Linked DNA regions of Mus musculus: region 1 is linked to region 2. Evidence: chromatin contacts called from public HiChIP or PLAC-seq data. All regions are on one chromosome and are shown on one strand. Each heading gives the region's core, a stretch centred on a gene start, on an enhancer-like site or on the middle of the called end of the contact. The rest is flanking DNA. Distances are from core to core; before and after follow the strand shown.

Evidence for each region. HiChIP or PLAC-seq counts read pairs in DNA pulled down with a chosen protein or histone mark.
Region 1: an H3K27ac HiChIP or PLAC-seq map of embryonic fibroblasts shows a contact between it and region 2, with 8 times the contacts expected there. The contact joins two enhancer-like sites. A contact is called at or near these places in 2 of 115 datasets of contacts at active chromatin or transcription factors (embryonic fibroblasts and large pre-B cells).

Annotation. Positions count from the first base shown.
Region 1 is chr15:85,682,724-85,689,143 of GRCm38.p6, forward strand. No RefSeq gene overlaps it. Among named protein-coding and RNA genes, the nearest start is that of Lncppara, 18 kb to the right of the region's middle. Within about 2 kb of position 4,443, at least 139 of the 459 cell types and tissues checked have an H3K27ac peak or open chromatin away from gene starts, as enhancers often do. A contact at or near this core is called in embryonic fibroblasts, where this site is marked.
Region 2 is chr15:85,242,922-85,249,097 of GRCm38.p6, forward strand. Fbln1 (fibulin 1) reads left to right here. Exons shown (of 17, transcript NM_010180.2): 14 at 1,262-1,385. Among named protein-coding and RNA genes, the nearest start is that of Fbln1, 40 kb to the left of the region's middle. Within about 2 kb of position 2,515, at least 46 of the 459 cell types and tissues checked have an H3K27ac peak or open chromatin away from gene starts, as enhancers often do. A contact at or near this core is called in embryonic fibroblasts, where this site is marked.

The DNA.
Region 1 (6,420 bases), core at 3,193-5,692, 440 kb after region 2:
CACACATAATACATATATACACACATACATATATACATATACATATACATATACATATACATATACATATACATATACATATACATATACATATACATATACATATACATATACATATACATACTAGCGAGATAAGGAAGTGCAGAATTTATTGGGCTGTATCAACACACTGGAGGCCAGAGCTTTTACAGCCCCAATAATTTGCAGACGATGATAGCTGCTTATTTTGGGAATTGTGTGCATGTGATGATGTAATCAACTCTAAGCTGCACTTTCTCCCCCTTACGCATGTGTTCAGCACTGACCTCTGTACCTCTGGAGTCAAACGCTGTGTTCTCTGTCTGTAGAGAGCATTGGAGACTCCTGCTTTGGGAGAGAGGCAGGGAGAGGTATCTAGTCACACACATCCCACTCCCATCTCCGGGAACTCTCCCCCCCTCCCCCCTCCCTCGGCAACCCTCCTGCAACCAATTGTTAATAGAAGTCCTTTTCTGTGGTTTGTTTATTTGAAGGTTCATACCTGTTGGTGGAGATGTTAGAGAGGAGTGGAGATAAAAACTTGATGAAGTCCGACACAGCTGGCTGGGAGTGGTGAGTCTGGGTTTTTAACCTCTTGATACTTTCCCTGTGGGTCTGTCAGTCTGTCAGCCACAGCCTCAGAGACAGGGGAATGTGTGGCACTGTAATTGGAGGCAAAATGAGAGGGTATCTACGGTGTCGCGTCAAGTGTGGACATGGCTCCAGGACTGTTTGGGCCAGGGGCACAGGGGCTTTTCACTTTGGGAAGAGCACGTGCTGGGGGGGATGGGGGCCAGCTTTGTGTTCTGACTGTTGGGTCCATTCCCTTTCTGAGCCTCAGTTTCCTTGTCTGTAGAATGGGAACAGAAAGCAAAGGCCTAAACCCAAACTAGAAAGCTTAGTTAATGGAGTGTACCGACCACTGCTTCCTTGCTGTACTTCGGAGCCACGGAACATTCCCAAAGCAGGGAGCTCCCTTCTCTTCTCCCTCTGGAGAGGTGGGAAATCAGAGAGATTTGGGCAGCTAAGCAGCTAGGTCAAGAGTCAGGCCCCATTGGGCCTTTCTCCAGGTCCCTATGGGCTAGCTAAGGTTTTCACTAGTATGTGCCCCATACATATACAGGTGGAACATGGATGTACCAGGAGGTCTTTGCAGAGGTACGTGCACAAATGTATGTGTGAGTGACCTATACAGACATTTCTGTGTTTCTCACTGGCTAGCATTCCGGCTTGGCCCAGGTGCCAGTAGTAGACGGGCATCTTTTACCAAGGCCGGCAGTGTCTTTTAGATATTATTCTTTCTCTTCTTCAAGTGGACTGTGAAGCCCTTTGTACACACCCTTGCAATGACTACAGTGGACAGCCCATCAGGATCCCTGGGGCCACAGATGAGCCTCCTTCCCTAGACTGGAGGAAGCTGAAGCAGATGAGGGTAGGATACAGTTGGTCCCAGAGCAGAGGTAGTCTTAGGTCCTCACCAGGCCCAGGAAAGGCCCAGGTAAGGCCTGGTCTGTCTTCACCCTACATGGATGGACAGTTCCAGGCGCCGGCCATTTGCAGACCTGGAAGAATGAAAGTGAGCCTCGGGGCCCAGCAGAGGAAATGGCGGCCTAGAGCGGGAATCCGGGAAGGCGGGCCGAGGGCGGGGAGCTGCCCGGAAGTCCTGCTTCTGCTGCTGATCCGGCTGCTAGGGGCCTTCTTATAAGGAGCCACCAAAAGGGCTGGGCCTTTCCGGACAGGTCTGTGTGTGCCTATGTTGCATACATGCTGGACCCAGGGCAGGGCTTGCCTGTCAGAAACACTATACGACTGAAGGGTTGGATGAAGTGGGACAGAAGCGTCATGACAGGACCTCCTGACAGGACTTGGAGCTTTTTAAAGAGAGGGATGCAACATCAGCCTCAGACCCTGGAGGAAGCTCATGTGAGTTCTTCTTTTTTTTTTTTTTTTTAACTGAGAAACTCATGAGTCGTCGGCTTTCTTAACCTTTTTGGTACCAGTAGGAAGACCTTGGAAGCCTGAGTTTTAAAGTGCGGTACTTGTCCACATTAGTCTCAATTTCCCCCTCTCTAGAAGGGAGGACATCAGACACATAAATTAAGTGTCTGTGATGTCATGGGGGCATTTGGCTAGATGTGGGGTTGCCGAATGGCAGCAGTTGTGGGTGGACCATGGAAAAAAGTCGTTAGTGTTGAGCCCTGGGACTCTCTAGGCTTCTGAGCTTGGGTAAGGGATGCAGGCTTGGAGCAGGGGCGCTCAAGAGGTGGCCTGGCCACGCCAGTATGCACTGGAACCTCTGGCCCAGTTTCCTGGGTGCCCAGCCCTGCCCAGGATTCCTGGGGTGGGTGTGCCTATGCTTCTGGCTCAGGCGTGGTTGGAGGGATCCTGGGATCTTGCCTGCTCTCACCCTGCCAAAAGCTCATGGGACAAACCTCACCTGGGCCTGGGCTTTCAAAGTCCCAGTTAGTCACCTATTCCATATGCCAGGTGCTATAACATGGGACCTTCTGATAGACCCTTTCAGAGTCTAACATGGCTGCTGTCAGATGTCCCAGGGGCAGGAAGACACACTCTAATCATCCCGGGCCTTTTCTGTGAATGTAGACTGAATTGCCCAATGCCAGTCCATTGGGATACTTGGCACCTGAGGGCTAGGGTGGGGGGGTCTCAGGCCTGTATCCAGCATACTCGAGCACCCTGGGAAAGCTCTGCCCCTGAGACAGGGTCATTCTTGAACAGATGACCCCCTGGACCATCCAGCTGAGAGGACAATGCCAGGTACCGGAAAGTGAGCACTCCTAAGGCCAAGCATATGACTAGGACCTCAGCTAGGTGTCAGGATAGCAAAGGAATGGCCACTGAGGTCAGTGTCCAGCTGACAAGAGAGGAGATAAGAGCAGGTAAGCAGGCCCGGCTAGAGAGCTCCAAGGCTGAAAGCTTTGGCCCAGGCGTGAGCTCGGACGGAATTGGCTCTTCCCAGAGAGCCCCCGTGCAAGTTAGACACCACAGACAGGTCTTATTCTGTGTGATGGGGAGAAGTGATTTTGCAGAGTACCTACTAAGTGCCAGGCCCAGGCTGGGAATTGTCATGCATTTTAAAAAACAATCTCCACATTCATTTTAATGTCTCCAATTCTGTCTTGTCTTGATGTCTGACCGGAGCCCATGCTGAATGCATTAGACTGCAGAATAAATAGAGCATAGTTCTTGCCCTCGAGAGAGAACCCCCCTGTCTAGTGAGCGCTGGGTGCTAACTTTTCTATATAAGCAGGTCAAGGTACAGAGAGGCTGGAGAGCTTTCCCACAGCCAGAGTCTGGCGTTGGACTCCCGTTTATTTCCTGCCTGTTAGAGGCTGACTTTGGCCGGTTTCTCCTCAGACACCCAACACCAGTAAGGATCTTTCCTTTGGCCTGGAGTTCTGCTGCAATAAAAAGGAGTTGTCCTGAGGGTCTAGGCCATGGAGGTTTGGGGTTGCTGGAGACCTCTCTGACAGAGCTACCATCACCTCTCTGCTGGAGTCTGCAGCTCTGAGTTTTCTGGGGGTCTAGGATACTTCCCTGGCTCAGGGTTTCTATACCTATGTGGTCTGATGTGCTGTGGACCACACTCAGGGTAGCAGCAAGAGATGAGGAGGGAGCCTGGTGTCCCCATTGTTTCCCATAGTCCTGAGGCAGGGAGCTACTTAGAACTGGGAGCCTGGATGCTGTGTCCCAGGTCATGATGGGCTCATAAAAGGCTAGTTCTCCGTGGTAAGTGTGTCAAAGCACAGAGCAAGGGGGACTTCTAAGAGTCCCACCCAGCTGCATTAGTTGGTGTGGCCCACGTTGGGGGCTTGTGTCCCCCAAGCCCACAGAGTCTCTTGCATATCACAATGGTATGGAGCTCCTTTGATTCTTTAGGCCTCCATCACTCAGGTTGTAGGCCCCGTAGCACACCAGGCCAAGTGTGCCTGTGGGAGGAGAGCCATCGGTACCATCGAGAGAACAGTAGAGGACCATGTGGTGGTGATCCCTGTCTCGCTCCCCAACTCCCCCCACTTTACAAGTACCAGCAGGCCTGAGGCACACAGAGCATCCACATGGCTGGCATGACTAATGCAGATATCTTCAGGAAGGCCAGGCTCCCACTGAGATGCCCGTGGGCCTACTCCCTTTGGAGGAGGCTTGGGTCGTGGGTTGAGAGCACCTGAGGAATCCAGGAGACTTCCTGGAGGTGGTGGACCGACAGCCCTGGGCTCTTCCCTAAAGCTGACCACCATAGCTATGGCTGCAGGGCCCTGCGCCCAGTCTTACTCCTGCCACGTCCCAGGGCTCCCTGCCAGGCGCCACCCCCACCCCCCCACCCCCACCAGCCCTGAACAGGCCACATCTGCTGCAGCAGCCACGCCAGAGCTCCACCTCCTATCCTGTCCCCATGGAAACCAAAGTCAGGGGGGGGGAGTTAGCCACTGACTGGTTTCCATTAGAGCAGCCTGCTTTTCTGGAGCCCTGCCCCTGAGCTTCTAGGCCTCCCCAGAGACTTCCTCCTGCATTTGCTGAGCACCACTCAGTCTGTGCCAGGGAGCTCAAGGGTCCCAGCCCTGCCCACACTAGCCAGCTTACATCAGGGAAGTATCAGGTGGGTTCAGGGCCCAGCCAATCACTAGGGATGCTTTGGGCCAGTTATGGTGTTGGGACTGACCGAAAACCACCACCACACAGATTTTGTGTCTTAAAGAAGCTATGTGCCCAAGTCAGTCCTGCCTGGATTCCAGAACTCCCACCCAATCGTAGAACCTATGGGACCTTAGACCCCTTTTTCCAGTCTCTGGGCCTCGGTTTACCCATCCTCAACATGAGAGGGTTAGCAGGTTTCTATGTCCCTTGTAGTAGTATTTAAGTAGGGAGGGTGGGAAAGGAAGAAAGAAGAAAGAAAAAACGGAGCCACAGCAGTGTGAGCTCCTCTGGGCTCCCAGGCTGCGGTTTTGTTTGCTTTCAGAGAAGGGGGTTTTGAAGGAATCTTGGTTGTGGAATGTGTCTGAGACGGTGGTTGGAGAGGCCGCACACAAGCCAGCCAGAGCCCTTAGCATCTGTTTGGCACCCAGTGACCTAGCTATGAATGCAGCGACAGGAAGCTCCAGGCCTGCCAGAGGGCTCTGCAAACGACCAAAGAGGTTTCCAGAGGTCAGAAACCTAGGCCTAGGATGAGATCCTACTTAAAAAAAACAAAAAACAAAAAAAAACAAAACAAAAAAAAACCTCCCGTGTGTTCATCCCTAGGGAGGCCTGGGAAAGGGATACATACATGGTGGCTTTGCAAAGTTCACCTGAGGGCTATATGTGTCTGTGGCAGCTTCAACCTGGCCTTTACGCGGGTGGCATGGTAGTGCACCACCCTCCTCCTTCATGGAATCAGGAAGAGAATATGGATGTATGCGCTGGCACTGACACTGGCACTGGCTCTGGGGGCGGGGAGCACCTTTTGAGCAGCCTCCAAATGGGAAGCCGCTTGCATTGCCTTCAGTGCCTCACTGTTTGCATCTGCAAAATGGGGACAGCGACCCAGACTCGGTGTGAAAGCTAGAGGAAAAGAGGGGCCAGAGCTGGATACATGCAGCAGGTAGGATCTAAGTGGGACCAGCATGGGGACCTCATGAACCAAACAGGCCCCGCATCCCAGTTGCTGCTGCATTCTAGTTGCTGCTGCCCAGGTACTGAGGCACCTGTCTTCACATTTTCTCTGATTCGTTCCTGATTCAAGTGCCGTGGCGGTCTCCTACCCCTAGGTCTCTCAGGCTCACTGCCCATCCCTCTGTCAGGGAAAGTAGGGCATGAAGATTCTGTCTCTGTGACTCCAAGGCTGGGTGTGGTAACATTTTTTAGCTTTCCTTCCCAGCTGGGGAGGAAACTTCGATGAGGACGGATCCTCTTCTGATAGCTACTGTGCAACATGCAAACACACCACCTCGTAGCTGTAGGCCGAGGGAGCTGGGTAGAGCAGAGTGCTGGGCCTGGTCCGGCTTGATTTAGACATCCAGGAGACTGGGAAAGCATAGGAAATGAAGGAAATCTCCCCAGGGAAGGGAGAGACGAGATAGAGGAGCTTAAGTACCCAGATAATTATAAAGCATAGCCTGATGATTTACCGCCAGGCCGACTGGCTCCTCTGACTGCCCCTACCACCTGTCCTCTGCCCCCCCCCCCATATGCCCTAGAGGCCAGCAGTGGGGAAAGCAGAGAAGCAGTGGGCATGGCCCCACGCCCAGCCTTTATGTTGTTTCCTAGAGTTGGGCTCCAAGTAGGCTCTGGGCAGGAGTCACCGTGAAGGGGACCAGGCTTTATTGTGCTGGGCTCAGACATCTGACCCTACCCAGCTCTGTTGTCTAGACCAAAGAAAAGGGGCTATGAGATCAGGCACTTACA
Region 2 (6,176 bases), core at 1,265-3,764:
AGATACTGTCTTCGAGGGAGGGGGAGGATGTGGGGGGCAATAGATGCTTGATGCTATACACATTCATGCATGTGCACCCACATACACATACATGATTGCATGCATGCACCCATCCTCATACACACACACACACACACACACACACATGCATACAACCATCACCACCACCACCAGCAGCAGCAGCAGCAGCAGCAAAGAAGGTGGCCAGCCAAAGGCAGGGCCTGTGGCATTCTCTGGAAGGGACACACTCAGTTTCTCTGAGGTTGGACTGGACCTCCCCCACACCCCCAGTCCTGCTTTTTGCTCTCCTGGCCCAGCTTCCTCACCACAGCCTGAAGTCCTGCCCAGAAACAGCAAAAACGCATTCTGGGCTGGTGAACCGAATGGCTCATTGGCTAAGGCTCTTGTTGCCAAGAGCCTGAGTTCAATCCCTGGGCAGAGTGAACAGGCTCTTTGCAAGTTGTCCTCTGAGCTCCACACACATGCTGTGGCACATGCCCACACAAATAAAAATGTAAAAACACCGTAAGACCACATTCCTGAAGCCGTGCTCTCTGGGATTGGCCAGGGTTGCCTTTGCCAGTGGTAGTCAAACACAGGACACTTCTCAACAACTGCCTCCTAGGCTCAGTGATACCTCTGGACCCCAGAAGTTGGAATATCATAGAGGGGGATCCCCCATCTTGAGAGGCCCCAGGCCCTGTAGAGGACCTCCAGGCCTGGTCCCCCTGCCTGGCCACTTTAGTCACTGCCCTGAGACCCAAGACGGATTGCATGGTTCCTATAGGTCTTGTTTCCTCACCTGTCCTACTAGATGGAACCAGTCATGCCTGAGGTCCAGGTGGCATTCCTTCAGAGCCATGGAAAGATGCTAGGTGGTTAGCTGGTGCCCACCTAATGGGGTTCAAAGCTTATAGAATGTGCGACTGTGGGCAGGTTCCATCAGCTGTGTGAGCCTTCCCTAAGATGAGGATTGTAACAACACTTCCCAGGCAGTGCTTATGGGACCTTCTTATGCTGTCTGCTCTTGTTACACACCCCCACTCAGGGATACTGTGTGCTCTGGAGTCTGGTAACTCTTGGTGTCTAGTAAACAGAAGATCTTGCACCAGATGCTACACCCACAGAGGGCAAGGGTGTCAACACACAGTTTGTGTAGGTGGGGATGGTTTTCGTGGCTTTAGCCTAGATCATGCTGCCTCTGGGTGGGGTTGACTTTCATGACCCTAGCCTATACCATGCTGTCTCTGGGTCTCTGCAGACATTGATGAGTGTGTGACCGGCATCCATAACTGTTCCATCAATGAGACTTGCTTCAACATCCAGGGCAGCTTCCGCTGTCTGTCCTTTGAATGCCCCGAGAACTATCGCCGCTCCGCAGACACGTAAGTCCCTGGGGCCTGCTGTCATCTGCCTGGGTTGGGCTACCTAAAGGTCCAGCTCTGAGAATGGGCAGGTGATTCACAAGGTCTTCTTAGGGTTCTCCTATTGGGCTATAGGAACCTGCTGATTCTTGGTTCTCAGGCCCCCGAGGGCCAGTGAGACTATCAGGAGGCCACGGGTGTGACCGCAGATGAATCTTGGACTGTGGGCGTGCTGTCATGGAGATAGGCCCCAATCTCTTCATCTGTAACATGAACGTGTGCAGTTATGCTGACTCAGATGAGCAGGTGGCAATGCCATCTCACAGTCTTGGCCAAAACCCAGGATTCAAGGTGACTTTCTAAGGCATCTGCATTCCGTCTAACTGAATTATGTGTGGGAACAGCATGGCGTATCCTGTGTCCTATACTGGAAACTGTGCCCTTGTAAGTTCTGATCATCACGGTGACATCTCTGGTGTCCCTGGGGCCTTAGGCCATGATTCTCACAGCAACCACCATCATTTGAGTTCTGTCCAGAGAGACTCATGTCCTTGCTTCCGGGAAAGCCCCACTCTAGAGCTCATTCCAAGAGTGTGGACTGATAACCTCTCCCACAGCACGGAAATGCTCTCAGCAAGTACATGGCCCGACAGCTTGCATTTTCCACCTCTTGACCTTGCACTTGTCTTTGGCTCTTGGCCAGCCATTGCTCCTGCACAGGGGTCATTGTTTCCTTTCGATGATGCTTCAGACTCCGATGTTCACCCCATGACCTTGGGGACAGCTTTTTCTGCTGTGGTCCTGTCCAGCTTCTGGCTTGCTCTGCCTTGGCAGCCCTGAGTTCTTTCAGACCTTGGGCTGCTTGCTTACCACTCTGCCCGCATCTCTGAGCTTGTTTTTCTTCTCCTTACAAACCTATCACCTGCCTTGATGAGATGATGCTAACCTGTAATCCCAGCACTAAGAGGCAGAGGCAGGTGGGTGACCAGCTTGGGGATAGCCTGGGCTACATATTGAGACCCTGTCTCAGCAACACCCAATGCCTTGTTTCTTTCTGTGTCTGGGTGAGGGGAAAAGCTACTCTCAGAGTCTGCAAATGTGTCCAATCCCTAAGAGAGCAGGGGTTACGCAATAGCCTGGCTGTTGGGGCAAAGCTACCCTGAGTCACTAAGAAAGCTATGCACCCTTGGTTTGAGACTATGTTCTGTTTCCCATTATAAATACTTGGGTTTGAGGATTCCAGAAGCCAGGCTGTGGTTGCAATGGCAAATTCTAACTCCTGTGCAGCCATCAGGCTGAAAGAGGAGGCTGCCCTGCTGGGGTCAGGACATACGAGTCCATGGGTAGGCAGCTTGACCTTGCTTACTGAGTTTGTTGTTAAGGTTAGCAAAAACCAAGTGCTGGTGGACTGACTGTATACGGGCTCCTGGGTAAACATTGATCCATGGATGCCCTACCACTTGGGCCAGCTCCTAGGAGCATGTGCCAGACAATGAACAGAGTACACAGCATGCTGAGAGAATGGAGGGATGCCAGCCTGGTGGAGACGGGTGGGCAAGTGGGATGGTATTGGCCAGGCTTGAATTAATGCCACTGGGAGCTGAATTGGGCAGTGATGGAGATCTGAGAGCTGCACACACTGAAATAGTGTATCCTTGGGATTGGTGTGCCTTTCCTTCCAGTGTGGGTTTGGTGTGCCAGGTCTCGGCTGTCCTGTCCTACAGCTTCTCTATTCCCCACAAAACAGGCCGGATTCGGACACAGGGATGAGGGAGGCGGGGACTGATGCTTCAACCCTGGGAAGATGGCTGTCTACCGGTGACACTTTCTGTCCTTGTCTGTGTATCACCAAGAGCCTTAACAGGGACTGGAGAGGAGAATGGGGGTGGGGGAGGTGGAGGTGGAGCCCTCTGTACTGAGGATTTGGGGGAGGTCCAAGTGAACCCCCTGGGGGATGTTTTTCTTCCAAGCCTCATGCTTGACTGACATTCTAGAAAGATCATAGCTGTGGAGTCAGGCTAACTTGGGTTTCTTGGAGCGTCTTGTCTTCAGCTATAAGATGGAATGTTGGGGTGGACTTCAGGGGTCCCTGAGAGTGACCCCTGATTGTGGGGCACAGCCTTCCTCTGCTTCTTCTATATAGATTCTGCCCAGTGGATGGGGCAGACATTCTAAGACACATACATCCCTGCAGTACTGTTGGGTCCTCTGTGGTTATGGTTTGTAGGTCTGGGAGGCCGGGTAGAATGGAGAAACTTGGGCTGCAGTGTAGAAATGCTGGGCTTCTGGCCTTTCTAAGTGCTCTGGCCCTGGGTCAACGTTGGGCCACCTATGTGCGGTGGTACCAAGATGACTTACGTGGTCAGGTCCTGATAATCAGGGATGGCAAGCCTGTCTCAGTGCTGGTCCAGTGAGCACATTGTGATGTGGTAGAGATAAGGGTGGTGGGACATTGTCCTTCTCCCCAATGTACAAACCAGAGGACAAAATTCCTTTTGAGTGGCTTCATCAGTTTGTTCTTCTGGCCAGTTGCTTGGCTCTCGGATGGGGACAGCCTGAGATAGCACATGAAGGACTCATGGTTATGGCTTCCTGATCGCAGCTATATAGGAATCTCTCTGGTTACAGCTTTCTCCTTTGATAGTCCCTGTTCAGTTGTAGACCATTTGCAACAGCAGTGTTGGGTGGAGGAAGGGGTGGGGCCTGAGTCTCCCGTGGGAAGGTGTCACCCATTGTTCACCTCAGTTAGGGGGTGGCACATTTGAGAAGAGACTCACTTCCTGGCACATCTCAGATGAGAGACTTCTATTTTACAACTCCCTTTTCTCCTCATTAGAAACTGAGCTCTCTAAATTCCCTGATCTTTACAAAGGAGGCTAGTAGACGGAGTAAACCAGATGCCGCGGCAGAACGCTTGTGACCTCAGCCTTGGTGAGGTAGAGGCAGGAAGGTCAGGAGTTCAGAATCAGCTGGGGCTCAATGAGACCGGTCTCCAAAGAGAGAAAAATGAACTGGGCTGAGGAAATGGCTCAGCAGGGAAAGCTCTTGCCATACAAGCCTGATGACTGGAGTTCGGGTCGCCAACACCCACATAGAAATGCACAGCAGCCCACCTGTAATCTCAGCATGGAGACAGAGGATTCATCCACACAAGGTGGCTGGGTAGACCAACTAAATTGTCATACTCCGAGTTCCAGTGAGGTGCCCTGCTTCATAACATATGTCAGAGATCAAAGAAGACATCAGACGGCAACCTCGGGTCTCCACTTAGACGTGCATACCAGATGTACTGAACATGTATGAATGCATATACATGCACACAAACACTGCATGCATATATACACATACATACATATATATGCCCATATATATATACTGGGCATCTCTCCTGAGGTTCCTGCTCTAGGGGGGAGCTTGTTTGGAACTTTAGTGGGTAAGATGTGAGAATCAGTCTCTTCTACCCTCTGTGTGCTAGTGTGCTCTCTCTGTCTCTCTTTCTCTGTCTGTCTCTGTCTCTGTCTCTGTCTCTCTCTGTCTCTCTCTCTCTGCCTCAGGCCCTTTCTTTCCTCATGTAGCTTCCTTCTCTCCTGTGCTGTTCCTGGCTACCCAGGAGCCTGACCAAGCAAGCCAGGACCACAAGCCACCAATGAGTCTCGTGGACACACTGAGGTCCCGACCTCTGAGTGCTTGCTACTCCTGTGTTCAGGGCTACCTCTGGCACCCGATGGGACTGGGTACATCCTTTTTCCTGCCCACAGAGCCACTCGGATGGAGTATGGTTGTAAAGCTGTCATGAGGCTGGGTAGCTTTGGATACTGAGTCTTAGGAAAGTAGCTAAAGTGAAAAGCTATGGTCACAGAGCTCAAGAGGGACCTGGCCAGGGACGACAGATGGAATTGACGTCCGCGGATGGTCACAGGGGCGGCCCTGCTGCTTTTCTCTGCGCTTTTGTCTCTCTTCCGTGGAGGCTTCTGATCATTTTCACAGAACTTGGGCTGCTGCAGTCAAAGATGTTGAAGCTGAGAATTGGGACACATTGCACTGTAATGCGTATATGGGAAACGTGTGGAAGCCGTGAGCCTGCTTGCCATGCTGAGCTGATCTGAGGTCCAGATACACAGACACACAGACACACACACACACAGACACACACACACACACACACACACACACACACACACACACACCCCGCCCTACTCTGTAATAGATTCAGTAGTGACTGCCCACCCCCATCGGGGTGATTCAGCTAACAGATTTTATTGCTGTCCCTAGTCTGACCAGTAGATTGCCACACAGTGATTATGGTTTCTGGGATGTTTCCTTCCCTCTATTTCCCTCCCCTCCTCTCCCCTCCTCTCCCCTCCTCTCCTCTCCCCTCCCCTCCTCTCCCCCCTCCCCTCCTCTCTCTTCCCCTCCCCTCTTCCCCCTCCTCCCTTTCCCCCTCCTCTCCTCTCCTTCCCTGTCTTCCCCCTTCTCCCCTCCCTCTCCTCTCTTCTCCTTTCCTCTTCCATTTTCTCCCCCCTCCCCTCTTCCCCTCTCCCTCTTTTCTCTCCCTCTTCCCCTCCCCTCTTCCCCTTCTACCCCTCCCCTCCCTTCCTTTTTTCTTCTCTCTCTCTCTCTCTCTCTCTCTCTCTCTCTCTCTCTCTCTCTCTCATTTTTCAAGACAGGGTTTCTCCGTGTAGCTCTGGCTGTCCTGGAATTCGCTCTGTAGACCAGGCTGGCCTAGAACTCACAGAGATCTTCCAGCCTCTGGGACTAAAAGCCTCCACCAGCTGATGCTGATCCCTAGGATGTTTCAATAAATTTTGGGGC